Regions from separate parts of the Mus musculus genome. Here all the other regions are linked to region 1. The links are chromatin contacts, called in public HiChIP or PLAC-seq maps. All regions are on one chromosome and are shown on one strand. The core of a region is the stretch at or near the end of the contact, and the rest is flanking DNA. Distances in the headings are between cores, read along the strand shown. Region 1 has its middle 22 kb from the start of Slc2a3. Region 2 holds the start of Grcc10 (gene rich cluster, C10 gene). Region 3 holds the start of Lpcat3 (lysophosphatidylcholine acyltransferase 3).

Evidence for each region. HiChIP or PLAC-seq counts read pairs in DNA pulled down with a chosen protein or histone mark.
Region 2: an H3K27ac HiChIP or PLAC-seq map of embryonic stem cells shows a contact between it and region 1, with 4 times the contacts expected there. The contact joins the promoter of Grcc10 here to the enhancer-like site in region 1. A contact is called at or near these places in 2 of 39 promoter capture datasets (embryonic stem cells and pre-B cells) and 7 of 115 datasets of contacts at active chromatin or transcription factors (astrocytes, embryonic stem cells, extraembryonic endoderm stem cells and 2 more).
Region 3: an H3K27ac HiChIP or PLAC-seq map of embryonic stem cells shows a contact between it and region 1, with 4 times the contacts expected there. The contact joins the promoter of Lpcat3 here to the enhancer-like site in region 1. A contact is called at or near these places in 3 of 39 promoter capture datasets (the 3T3-L1 cell line, hippocampal neurons and stem cell-derived epiblast-like cells), 1 of 484 Hi-C or Micro-C datasets (embryonic stem cells) and 5 of 115 datasets of contacts at active chromatin or transcription factors (embryonic forebrain, embryonic stem cells and extraembryonic endoderm stem cells).

Annotation. Positions count from the first base shown.
Region 1 is chr6:122,762,481-122,766,326 of GRCm38.p6, reverse strand. It overlaps a transcript of Slc2a3 not described here. Among named protein-coding and RNA genes, the nearest start is that of Slc2a3, 22 kb to the right of the region's middle. RefSeq lists an enhancer at 1-2,298. Within about 2 kb of position 1,821, at least 236 of the 459 cell types and tissues checked have an H3K27ac peak or open chromatin away from gene starts, as enhancers often do. A contact at or near this core is called in embryonic forebrain, embryonic stem cells, extraembryonic endoderm stem cells and 3 more, where this site is marked.
Region 2 is chr6:124,738,933-124,742,778 of GRCm38.p6, reverse strand. Grcc10 (gene rich cluster, C10 gene) reads left to right here and starts at 1,710. Exons shown (of 3, transcript NM_013535.2): 1 at 1,710-1,859; 2 at 2,084-2,260; 3 at 3,366-3,596. The coding sequence starts at 1,808. The coding sequence ends at 3,517. It overlaps Rnu7 (U7 small nuclear RNA), which reads left to right and starts at 1,493; the gene lies at 1,493-1,554. Atn1 (atrophin 1) reads left to right here. Exons shown (of 10, transcript NM_007881.4): 10 at 1-235.
Region 3 is chr6:124,661,260-124,665,105 of GRCm38.p6, reverse strand. It overlaps Lpcat3 (lysophosphatidylcholine acyltransferase 3), which reads right to left and starts at 2,002. Exons shown (of 13, transcript NM_145130.2): 1 at 1,747-2,002. The coding sequence starts at 1,897.

The sequences.
Region 1 (3,846 bases), core at 572-3,071:
CCTTCCAGTCGCTTTTACAACCACACCATGAGACTTGGAGTGCCTGGTTTTTAAAACAGAGCCTTTAATGTCTGTGCCCCACCCCCACCCCCCAATTCTTCGGAAAATTCCTTTCAGTCCCACCTGGCTTTCTACTCAGCTGCAATTGAGTCTTTAAGTGCTTCTTTTCCCTGCAGCTTTCCTCAGGAAGGAAAAAAGAAAAAGAGAAAGAAAGAAAGAGAGAGAGAGAGAGAGAGAGAGAAAACAATTACCTCTCAGAAAGGATTAGTCAGTGAATCCAGTTGTCTTGGTGGGGGCTGGGGGGGGGGAGCATCCAAATACTGCGCAGAGATGAAAAATAAGTTTAACTCGTTCCCCATTTTAACTGTGTACGGTCCATAAGAAATACCTCCTATCTGCTAATATATGAAAAAGTAACTGAGAAAAATGTCACAGGAAGACATTTACATCTTAAACCTGGTTCTTTTTTTCCTTGTTCTAATTTTTCAAGGCAGGGTCTCAAGATGTAGCTTTGGATATCCTGCAATTCACCACATAGACCTAGTTGACCTCTAACTCACTGATCCTCCTGCCTCTTCTCCAGAGTGCTGGGATTAAATGTTTGTGTCAATCCGACCAGCTTCCTGATACATTTTAAAAGATATAAGGAAGCAAAATTGAAGGAAAATTGGATTTATGTACGACTTGTCCAAAACAGAGAATGATGCCTAGTTTTTCTCCGCCATTTCTGTAACAGGTGTAAATTTTACAGAAGTGATGAAACAAAGGCCAGGAAATAAGGGTATGATAAAGTTGTCAGATCCCTGTGAAATCTTTCCCGGTAGGCAAAGTGCCCCGTCCTAACCCCCACCCCACCCCCACCACCGTCCCTTAACCCTCCTCACCAGGGGATCTGCACCCCACCTCCACCCTCAAACGCTTGGGAGTCCTGGGGAAATTTTAATTCTTTGGTCCATTGTTTGAATAGGTTGATAGCTAAGGGGAGGAGCTGGTGTCTCTCCCAGATTATCTCCTCCTGCTGGGTCCGTTACAAAAGCCTACAGTCGCTCGAATGCCACCGAACAATGACCGGGTAACCTCAGTGAGAGCATGCTGCAGGAGAATGTTCTAAGAGTAAATTTGCACTCTGATGATTGCAGTGGGGTGGCACGGAGACAGGAGACTGCAGGCATCAAAAATTAGTCATCTACCCGAACAGCTGGAATGGGTGAACGCTTTTGCACGCGTAGTATATGTAAAGCTGACTGAAATAAAAAGAAGCAGGCAGCGTGGGAAACGTGAGCGACCTGGTGTGCTGCACGACGAAGCCGAATGGCCTGCGGCAAAATAGATGGACAGGTGGGGAGACTGCCGGGCGCAGGTGGGGCATTCGCCCTCGCCCTCGAGGCAGACTCTGGCGTAACCTGCTGCTCCACAGAGATGCCTCGGATTCCTGACAACTGCACTTTCTCAGCCCCATCCGGTGGGCGCTGGCCGACCCCGCCCGGCAGAAGGGACGTGCGTATTGGCACGGCGCCCGGCAGCCCCCGCGGTCCCTGAGTCGCTTGGATCTGCCTCCCCAGCTCGCTGACTCATTCGCGCATCCTGCAGTGTTCCGCTCCTTCCCTTGGTCCTCACGTTCCCTTGACGTTTTTGGTTGACTTGTCGGGAGGAGGCGGGGGTGGGGGTATTAAAAAGAAAGAAACGGACTGGGAAAGGCGGAGGGTGAATTTAGAAGTAAAAGGTAGGGTGGGCTGCAGACCACCAGGAAGAAGGAAAGGGTGGGCCTGGGAAGGATCAGATGTGTGTGAGCATGCGCAGAGCGTTGGGTCACCCTGCACCATCCGCAGCGAACTGCGCCACTGTGGCACGATCGACGACCGACGGAAAAGAACAGCCCTGCACATTAGGGCTATACATTTTGTGCTACTTGCTATTTAGGCGTGCGTCGGGGTCGAAATAAGCAGAAGAAAGTAGAAATAAGGGCTTTCTGGTGCCTGCCTCGCCGTCCTAACATCCGCCGTACTCTACCTTTCTCTGTGCCCCAAACCAAGGAAGCACGTGAACGCTGCTTGCATGCATTTAACCCTTAATGACATTTTAGGACTTTGGATAGACATGTTCTTCATAACACCAGTCGCGGGACATAATCTGATGTGTTGTAAATTGGCATTAGAAAATCTAAGCATGTTATCCTTTAAACACATCTTGAGCTGGGATGTTTAACCTAAGTGCTTCAGTCTCTGACCCTCACTTCTCCAGCCTGAAAAGGGAATATTACCCATGAGAAAATGAGGAACTCCCTGCTGAGTCTGTTGGCCTTGGCCCATGCTCAACAGTTATCTCCCTACATTGGTCTTTGGTTGGGTCTATGCAGACTGTTTGCTACCTTTTAAGCGCGCGCGCGGGGGGAAGGAGGTGTTCACAAAAAATGACTAAGGTGGGTGTAAAGAAAACCTAAGGACAATTCATCAACTAATCTTCAGCCACCTCTCCTCCAGTCCCAGTTTTTCCCTCACTAATGACATGGATGACAGCAGTATACTCAAAGTGACTTCCTCTCAGTGCTTACTCTCCAGTAAAATCTAAAGCTGCCTGCAGGCCCCGGGGGAACCTGGAAAACCAGCCTCTAGGCCCAGTGCCCTTAAGTAGGGCACTCTCACGGTGGCACTCCCGTGGATTCCTGTTACATGAAATGAAAGATATTGAGAGAGAGACTGAGACTGAGAAAGACTTTCCTGTTGAGTACGGTCGGTTGTCAGTCTTGGCTGGACCATTTTTTCATTCACAGGAAGTCCTCAGAGTTTCCCCGCTCAGAGGCATGTTCTTTGTCTCCAGCCTCTGCTACCACAGACAGTGCCTCCTTCCTTCTTCTGATCCCAGCCAATGACTGTGATCTCACAGCTTTAAGGTCCCATTTCATTTGCCTCATCTACAGTAAAACTCGGGAGTTGGTAACTTTTACTGCAAAGGGTCAGATTATGTAAGTGTTTTAGGGTTTGTGGACCACAGTGTCCCAAGAGCCTTGTTGCCTCACTGGCCTCTCTCTGTGGCCTCTCCATCTCCTCTGACCTGAGAGGCTCTCCAAACAGCCTGGGAATAGGGCCCTCACTGAGTACCAGGGGGGTGGCTCCTTTCCTGGAACTCGGTATCAGCTGTTTATCTGCAGCCTCCAGATCCCTAGCCTTGGAAGATGCTTCCTGTGGGAGTGGGAGGGGTCTAGAGAGGGTAATAGTGAGTGAGCATGACCAAACTACGTTATATACACAGATAATGTCACGGTGAGAGAGACCTGGATAGCTGATAACTACGAGTGTTCAAATGTGACTTCAGCGCTGAGGTGGAAATGGGCCACAGAGACCTCTTTTCTCCATGTGCTCTGGTCCTGGTGTTTTTGGGTTTTTTTGTTGTTTGTTTGTTTGTTTGTTGGGTTTTGTTTTGGCTTTTCGAGACAGGGTTTCTCTGTATAACCCTCCCTGTCCTGGAACTCACTTTGTAGACCAGGCTGGCCTCAAACTCAGAAATCCACCTGCCTCTGGGATTAAAGGCGTGTGCCACCACTCCCGGCTTGGTCCTGGTGTTTTATTACAGCACAAACAACCCTAGCTAAAACAGGTCTCTCCTGCTGTGATGTGTTGTTGTCTGTTAGTAAATAGAACTCATTAAACTGGGTGTGGTGCTCATGCCTGTAATCCCCTTGCCAGGGAGGTAGAACTAGGAGGATCAGAAAGGAGTTCAAGGCCGTCCTTAACTACTTGTCTAGTTCTAGGCCACTCTGGGCAATATGAGAACCTTATTAAAAACAAACAAACACAACAAGCCTTCATATGAAAGGGTGTTGACCAGAAAGTATCAAGGTAAGGTCTA
Region 2 (3,846 bases), core at 461-2,960, 2.0 Mb before region 1:
TGCCCCTCCCCTAACCCATTGGTGTGATTTTTTTCATCTGTTAGATGTGGCTGTTTTGCGTAGCATTGTGTGCTGCCCCGCCCCATCCCTGTGTGTGCACCCCCTCCCTCGGCGATATGTGCCCTTACCCGTCCCACATTAATAATTTATATATATAAATATCTATATGATGCTCTTTAAAAAACATCCTGACCAAAACCAACCAAACAAAAACATCCTCACAGTTCCCCAGGAATATGTCTGTGACGTGTTTTTTATTTGGGGGAGGGTGGTTGCAGTGGGTAGGGTGTTGGGGTGGGTAGGGAGAGAGGTCTGGTTGTTGTAGGGGAAGTGGGAAGGGATGAATGGGGTTTTCTTATGGAAACTTAGGAGTTGGACAAGGCTCTTTTTTATTACTCATTTATTTTACAAGAGTCTTCATGCATACCAGAAGAGAATATCAAATCCCATTACAGATGGTTGTGAGCCACCAAGTGGTTGCTGGGAATTGAACTCAGGACACCTGGAAGAGCAGTCTGTGCTCTTAACCCCCTGAGCCATCTCTTTAACCTGACAAGGCTCTTCTTGATCTTGGATGCTCAGCTATACTTATGGGGTGCCCTGTCCTAGACCTTTAGATTGGGGAGTTCAGGCTCCTGAGGCCGTTCAGAGCAAGAATAGGCGCACAGCAAGCATAAGCAAATCTAAGACCTACTCAGCCCTTGGAAGTACATCACTGACATAATGTGCCACCAGAGTGCTCCAGAGACAGTTTCAGAGATCTGAATCCCTTCTCAGCATAGTTTATGATTTGAAACAGTTAAAGGTGTATAACATGGAGGCCAATAAGATTAGTATTTGTAAAAGATTTACTAATAGTTAGGTGTATGAGCTCATGTCTGCGCTTATGAATGCAAGGCCTCAAAAGAGACCAGAAGCTGTTGGGTCCCTGTAGCTTGGAGTTAGGGCAGTTAGGAATTGCCAAGCAGGGTGAGCCATCTTTGCAACCCCTCTATTTTTAATGAAGCAGGGCCATGGAGCCCAAGCTGGCCTTGAACTTCTCAGCTTTTGTGCTGGTATCACAGAAATGTGGCGCTATGCCCGGTCGGGCCTGATGTTCCAGAGTCTTTGCAGTGTGGGGAACTTGTAAGGATGAGACTACAAGACATCGGGCCACATCGCCTGCCACTACTTAAGTCCGATTCACTTCGGCTTTAGCTCCAAGCCTTTAATCTCGCGAAGCTCTTTTTTTTTTTTTAACAACATAGGAGCTGTGATTGGCTGTTTTCAGCCAATCAGCACTGACTCATTTGCATAGCCTTTACAAGCGGTCACAAACTCAAGAAACGAGCGGTTTTAATAGTCTTTTAGAATATTGTTTATCGAACCGAATAAGGAACTGTGCTTTGTGATTCACATATCAGTGGAGGGGTGTGGAAATGGCACCTTGATCTCACCCTCATCGAAAGTGGAGTTGATGTCCTTCCCTGGCTCGCTACAGACGCACTTCCGCAAGTGTTACAGCTCTTTTAGAATTTGTCTAGCAGGTTTTCTGACTTCGGTCGGAAAACCCCTCCCAATTTCACTGGTCTACAATGAAAGCAAAACAGTTCTCTTCCCCGCTCCCCGGTGTGTGAGAGGGGCTTTGATCCTTCTCTGGTTTCCTAGGAAACGCGTATGTGCTAGAGCCACGCTCTGAGACTTCCGCCTCGTGCGGTCCCGCTTCCTTTCTGCCTCCTCTGGCCTGCATCCGTGGGGGAGGTGGCTGGCTGCAGGGTTCTCCGGATCTCTTCTGTGTTCCCACTACTCAAGCACCGAGTGGCGTTCTATGGCGTCCGCCTCGGCTCAGCCCGCGGCCCTGAGCGCGGAGCAGGCCAAGGGTGAGGAAAGAGCCTAGTCTGGGTGTGGGCCGTCTTCTGGGGGGAGGGCGCGATACTATTCTTTGCCTCTCCAAGTGGGGCCCTTGCCCATTAGGGCGAAGGGTTGGGAGGACAAGCTTATCGGGTTGCTTGCAGGCCTCGGCCCACTAATTCCCTGCCTCTTCCCTCCTCTGGGCTCGCCCGCCGTCCTCCGCGGACCTCTCTGGGATGCTTCCGTCTCGCAGTGGTCCTGGCGGAGGTGATTCAAGCGTTCTCGGCCCCAGAGAATGCCGTGCGCATGGACGAGGCTAGAGACAATGCGTGCAACGATATGGGCAAGATGCTGCAATTTGTGCTGCCCGTAGCCACACAGATCCAACAAGAGGTTATTAAAGCCTATGGCTTCAGCTGCGACGGGGAAGGTGGGTCCCACAGGGCTTGGCAAAGGAATGGACTGGGGGTGGGACGCATGATGATGCCCCCCCCCCCCCCCGATCGATCTTTTTCTCGCCACAGGGCGGCAGTCACATCAAACATTGCCACTCACAGTTCAGGGACTAGACTTAAGCCCCGCCTGAAAAGTTATGGCTCTTGAAGCCAGGCATGGCCACAGTGGCCTTTCATCCCAGCATTTGAGAAGCAGAGGCAGGCAGGTCTCTGAGTTCAAGGCCAGCCTGGTATGTAGGGTGAGGAGTTCCAGGGTAGCCATGGCTATACAAAGAAAACCCTGTCTTGAAAAAACAAAAACCCACCAAACAAAAGTTCTGGCTCTAGAGTCCAAAGCCCTACATAGGCAAGTGTTTCTCCATGGCCCTCGAACTTCCCAGCTCTCCCCGAGTCAGGATCGCAGTAAGTTGCCCAGAATGGCCTTGAACCAGAGACCCACCTTTCTCAGCCTTTTGAGTAAGTGACAGGCTTGAGTCACTGGGCCCAGCTCTAACCTGAACTCTCTCGTGTACCTGAACTCTTTCTTGTCTGCCTTTTGGCTAATAGGTTTGGTGTGGCAGGTTGAGCCCTCTCTTCCCAAGGACAGTTGTTTATTAATTTTGTGTTTGTTTGTTTGTTTGTTTGTTTGTTAGCTAGCCAGGACTACCAGGGAGTCTCTTTCAAATCAGGCTGCTTGAGGCTAAGCTGCTGAACGTGGTTCACCCGAGACTGAAAACATAATGCTTTTTAATTTTTTGTTTGTTTGTTTGAGACAGGGTTTCTCTGTGTAGCCCTGGCTATCTTGGAACTCAATCTGTAGACCAGGCAGGCCTCGAACTCAAGAGACCCACCTACCTCTGCCTCCCGAGTGCTGGGATTAAGGGCAGGCCCAGCTGTTTTAGGGCTTTTTTATATTGCATCCAGTTGTGCCTAGTGAAAACCGGGGCGGGGTTGGTTGAAGCCATGCAGGACATGGGGGTGAATTGTCCTCTATTGCAGATGGCTGCCTGACGAAAGGAGATCTTCTGCTCTAGGGAGCCCCCTTGGCTGCCTCCACACACTGGTCCCCAGCAGTGTGGCTTGACTTGCTTCTGATTGCAGGTGTCCTTAAGTTTGCCCGCCTGGTCAAGTCTTATGAAGCCCAGGATCCCGAGATTGCCAGCCTGTCAGGCAAGCTGAAGGCCCTGTTCCTGCCACCCATGACACTGCCGCCCCATGGGCCTGCTTCTGGAAGCAGTGTGGCAGCCTCCTGAGATTGGTTCTCGTATGTGTGCTGCTGCTGTGGAGGCGGCCCTTGTGTTCCAGAGGATAATAAATGTACTTGTGACTAAACCTTTGTGTCAGTCATTTGTAGTCCTGATTACCCCCTCTTGTTGCCACCCAGCCGCCTCTAGCCTTTCCCCTCCTTTAGACCCTTTCTATCCTCTTCGCTGGGACCAACCCTGCTCTCATGAGACCTAGGGTGTGGGAGGCTAAGATGGGCCTCTTGGTACCCTGGGAGGTTTGCTCACAAAGGTGGCACCTCCTAGAGCAGCGGGCCCAGGCTCTTCTTTGGGCTCTCTGCTTTCCACTGTCAGAGAGG
Region 3 (3,846 bases), core at 753-3,252, 1.9 Mb before region 1:
ACGGAACCTAAGGTCCCTCCACCTCTAAAATCTTAGGATCCCACCAAGGAAGAGCAAAACTTTTATCAGAGCAAAGGAAGATCACCTTGGTATGATATGAAATAACAATGGTTTTAGCCAAGGTTGTTTCAGTATGGATTAAAGTTCCAGTCATCCTGTAGATTGGATCCACACCCTCTGGTGATTATGTGTCCATGTCTCAGCTGACTCCAGGATAACTTCCACATTTCTTTCTCGAATTTAAACTCTTCCCAGCCCAATTGTCTCCAACTTTTTTTTTCTTTTATTTATTCTTCTCAGCCCAATTGTCTCAAACTTTTTCCATTTATTTATTTATTTATTTATTTATTTATTTATTTATTTATTTATTATATGTAAGTACGCTCCAGAAGAGGGTGTCAGATCTCATCACAGATGATTGTGAGCCACCATGTGGTTGCTGGAATTTGAACTCAGGACCTTCAGAAGAGTAGTCAGTGCTCTTACCTGCTGAGCCATCTCTCCAGTCCTCCCCCCCCCCTTTTTAAAAATAGGGTCTCAAACCATTAGCCCAGGCTCAAACTCACAGTTCTCTTGCCTTAGTCCCAGGGCACTGAGCCGCAAAGGCATAAGTCACCACACCCAATTTATCTCAAACTTCCTACAGTTAACCCTCTACTTACGCCTCTCTCAGGTTAAAGTTATGCAGCCTTCCCCAAAAGTTCCAAGGACTTAAAAACCTACTGAATCGAGTCTCTGATCACTGATCTTGACCTAAGAATTCTTACCGGACTTTACAGCGATCCAATGCTAAGCACGGCTGTCTTCATCTCATAAGAGAATTAGATGCGGAGCAGTTAAATGGCTTGCCTGGGGGGTCTTACCGTTTGTGAGTAGCGACAAGAGTGGTTGCTACTCACAAACGGTAAAGAGTGGGACTCCTTTAACTTCAAAGTCCACACTTTTTCCATCATACCACGTTACCTCATGTATTAAAAAACCTCGAAGAGTGCGGTTTTTAAAAGACTATAAAATATATATATAATATATAACACAGCTTGTTGCGACATAAATTCAGGTACATCACATCCTTTGAACCATATGAATAATAGTCCCTTGGAACAAGCATGGAGTTTTTAAGGTTGTTAATAGTGCTGTTTCCCAAGCCCAGTGTAAGAATGTATTCCAGAGTAAATGACAGGTGGGCGGCTAAGGGGGAAAGCAATATGGTACAAGAAAATACTAGAAAGTGGACAGAAAAGAGATGAAAGTACACTATACGTTGGCAATACACAAAATAGACCGAGAAGACATAGTATGAAATAATCGGGCAGAGGAGGCCCGTAGGGCTAAAATATCTTAAGTTCGAGGGCCTATGCCTCTCGTAAGGAGAGCGCATGATGGGAGCTGTTAATAACAAATAAGTAGTACTCATGGCCACAGTCGAACTCTTGAGAGCCACAGACAGACATAGGTCGCAAGGGCACAGTCCGGCATATCGATGACAAGGCGGGAGGTGACTGAGGAGCCAAAGGGCACAGTATGGGCCAAAGAAAATGGGAAGAGGTTCAGAGGGTACGGGCCCCCAGACTTGAGACCAGACTTGTCTTCCCTTCGATAGCTGGCTGGTGTGCTTGATGACCCGCACCCCCAAGCCCTCCTGGGTCCCAGGTTCGGGGCAGACAGACAGGTCCTGTCCCCAGACCCCATTCTGCCCATTTCCTTGGGACTCCACGAGGGGGCAGAGGCAGGCAGGAGGGTCCTTACCCAGGAAGATGGAGAAGATGAGCCGCAGCGCCTGTTCCGACGCGCCCAGAGACGTCGCCAACTTGTTAAGGCTCAGATCCTCGACACCCGGCCACAGCCCCCGCATCTGCTCCAGCGTCTCTCCCATGTCCCCGTCCGCTGTAGACGCCATCTTAACTGCGGGCGCCCCCCGGGGACCCCCAGCTCCGCGCCCCGAATGTGGGCAGAACGCGGTGGCTTCACCCCCAATTCCGGCCGGGGGCCCGCCCACGGCGTGCGCATTGGCTGCGGGCCCGCCCAGAGCCTCTAGACCCACCCGATTATTGGTCGAGCCAGCCGGGGGCGGGGCCGAGCGCAGCAAGGTAGGAAGAGGGCGGGGCCGAGCGTTTGTAAGGCAAAGGTGACTCCCGTGAGGAAGGGAAACGGGCCGGGCCGGCGGGGCGGGGCGGGGCTTGCGATCGCGACCCAGCTGCTATTGGAGCAGGCGGGAGCGCGAGGCGAGGTGACAGTACAACTCGGTCCGGACGGCTCCGGGCAGGAGTGGGTCGGACGGGTGTCCGGCCGGCTTGCTCGCTGCCTTCCCATTGGTTGAGACAGGAGCAGGCGAGAGTCGGGGCGGGGGGGGGGCGGGGGGGGGCGGGGGCGTCACCAGACCGCGAGGTTACTCTCGGTCGCCGGCGCTGGGGTTACTGGGGCATGTAACGGAGCGGAGCGAATGTCTGCTGTCACCCCACGAGCGCCCCCTAACGGTGTCTCCTCGGGGGCGGGGGAGGGGGGGAGAGCGAGGGTCCTGCATTCCCAGCCCTTTCCTGAAGGCTCTGGGGGAGCCCAGGGGCCCAAGAACACCCTTTAATGCTACGTAGCTCTTCCCGATGCAGGTCCTTTTCGGTTGTTCAAGTACTGGGACTCGAACCGGTGCCGCGTGCACGCTCTCCTGCCGGAGCTACAACCCTAGTCCTTATGCAGAGTTCCCTTTCTATAGTAAAACGGACCTTCTCTCCGGAGGCAATGAAATTAGGATCTGCCTATTTATATTAAAAAGAGCCTACTTAACACTTGCCGCTTTAATTAACAGTTAGGCTAGTTTTGTCACGGCTTAAGTAATGTATGTTCCTGATGAAAGTTCAAGCACTAGAGGCATGAAGCAAAATAGGAGCCCTTTCCTCCTATGCAGTGTCACTTCCCACTGATTGACCCCAGGGAAAGTGACAGTGTATGGGGTGTGTAACAAAGGGGTTCACAAGTTCTTGTCCTAAAAAGTTCAGCTATGGCTTACACTTCCATGGCATTTTATACTTTTTTCCAGCCCCCCCCCCCCCTTTTTTTTTTTACTGGGAAATTGAACGTAGGCTTTACGTGTGCTAAGGAAGCATTGGACCACTGAGCTATGTCTCCTGCCTTTTCATATGTCCTTTTATTTATACTTAAAGGCATTTTTTTTTACATTTATTTGTGTATATATTGGGGTATGTTGGAGGAAGGGCTAGTTTTTGCCACAGAACACACATGAAGGCCAGAAGACAACTTTCAGGAGACTGCTCTGTCTTTTGCCATGTGGATTTTGACGATTGAACTCAGTGCTGGCAAGTGCTGTAACGCGCTGAGCTATCTCTCTGGCTCGCAATTATTTTAATTAATTAAATTTTAATTTAAAATGCTTTATTTTTAATAATAGGGTTGTGCCTCTGTGGGTGGTGTGTAGATGAAGATTTCCTATCCCCGGTGTCTGGGTGTTACAGGAAATTGTGAATGGTGTGATATGGGTGCTGGGAATTGAATGCAGGCCCTCTGCAAGAGCAATATTCTCTCTTAACCACAGAGCCAGCCTGCCAGCACTGCCATTCTTTTTAAATATGAACTGCTTTACTCTTCCTGAAAAGTGCAGACTACAACCTTCCTGGATTAAGATTTTCTAATCTAGGCATAACCTAGACCAGTGGCTCTCAGCCTAATGCTGCAACCCTTTAATATACTTCCTCATGCTGTAGTGATCCTCCAACCCTAAAATTATATTTGTTACTACTTCATAACTGTAATTTTGCTACTGTTATGAATCATCATGCAAATATTTTTTGGAGATAGAGGGTTGCTAGAGAGGTTGAGAGCCACAGGTTGAGAACC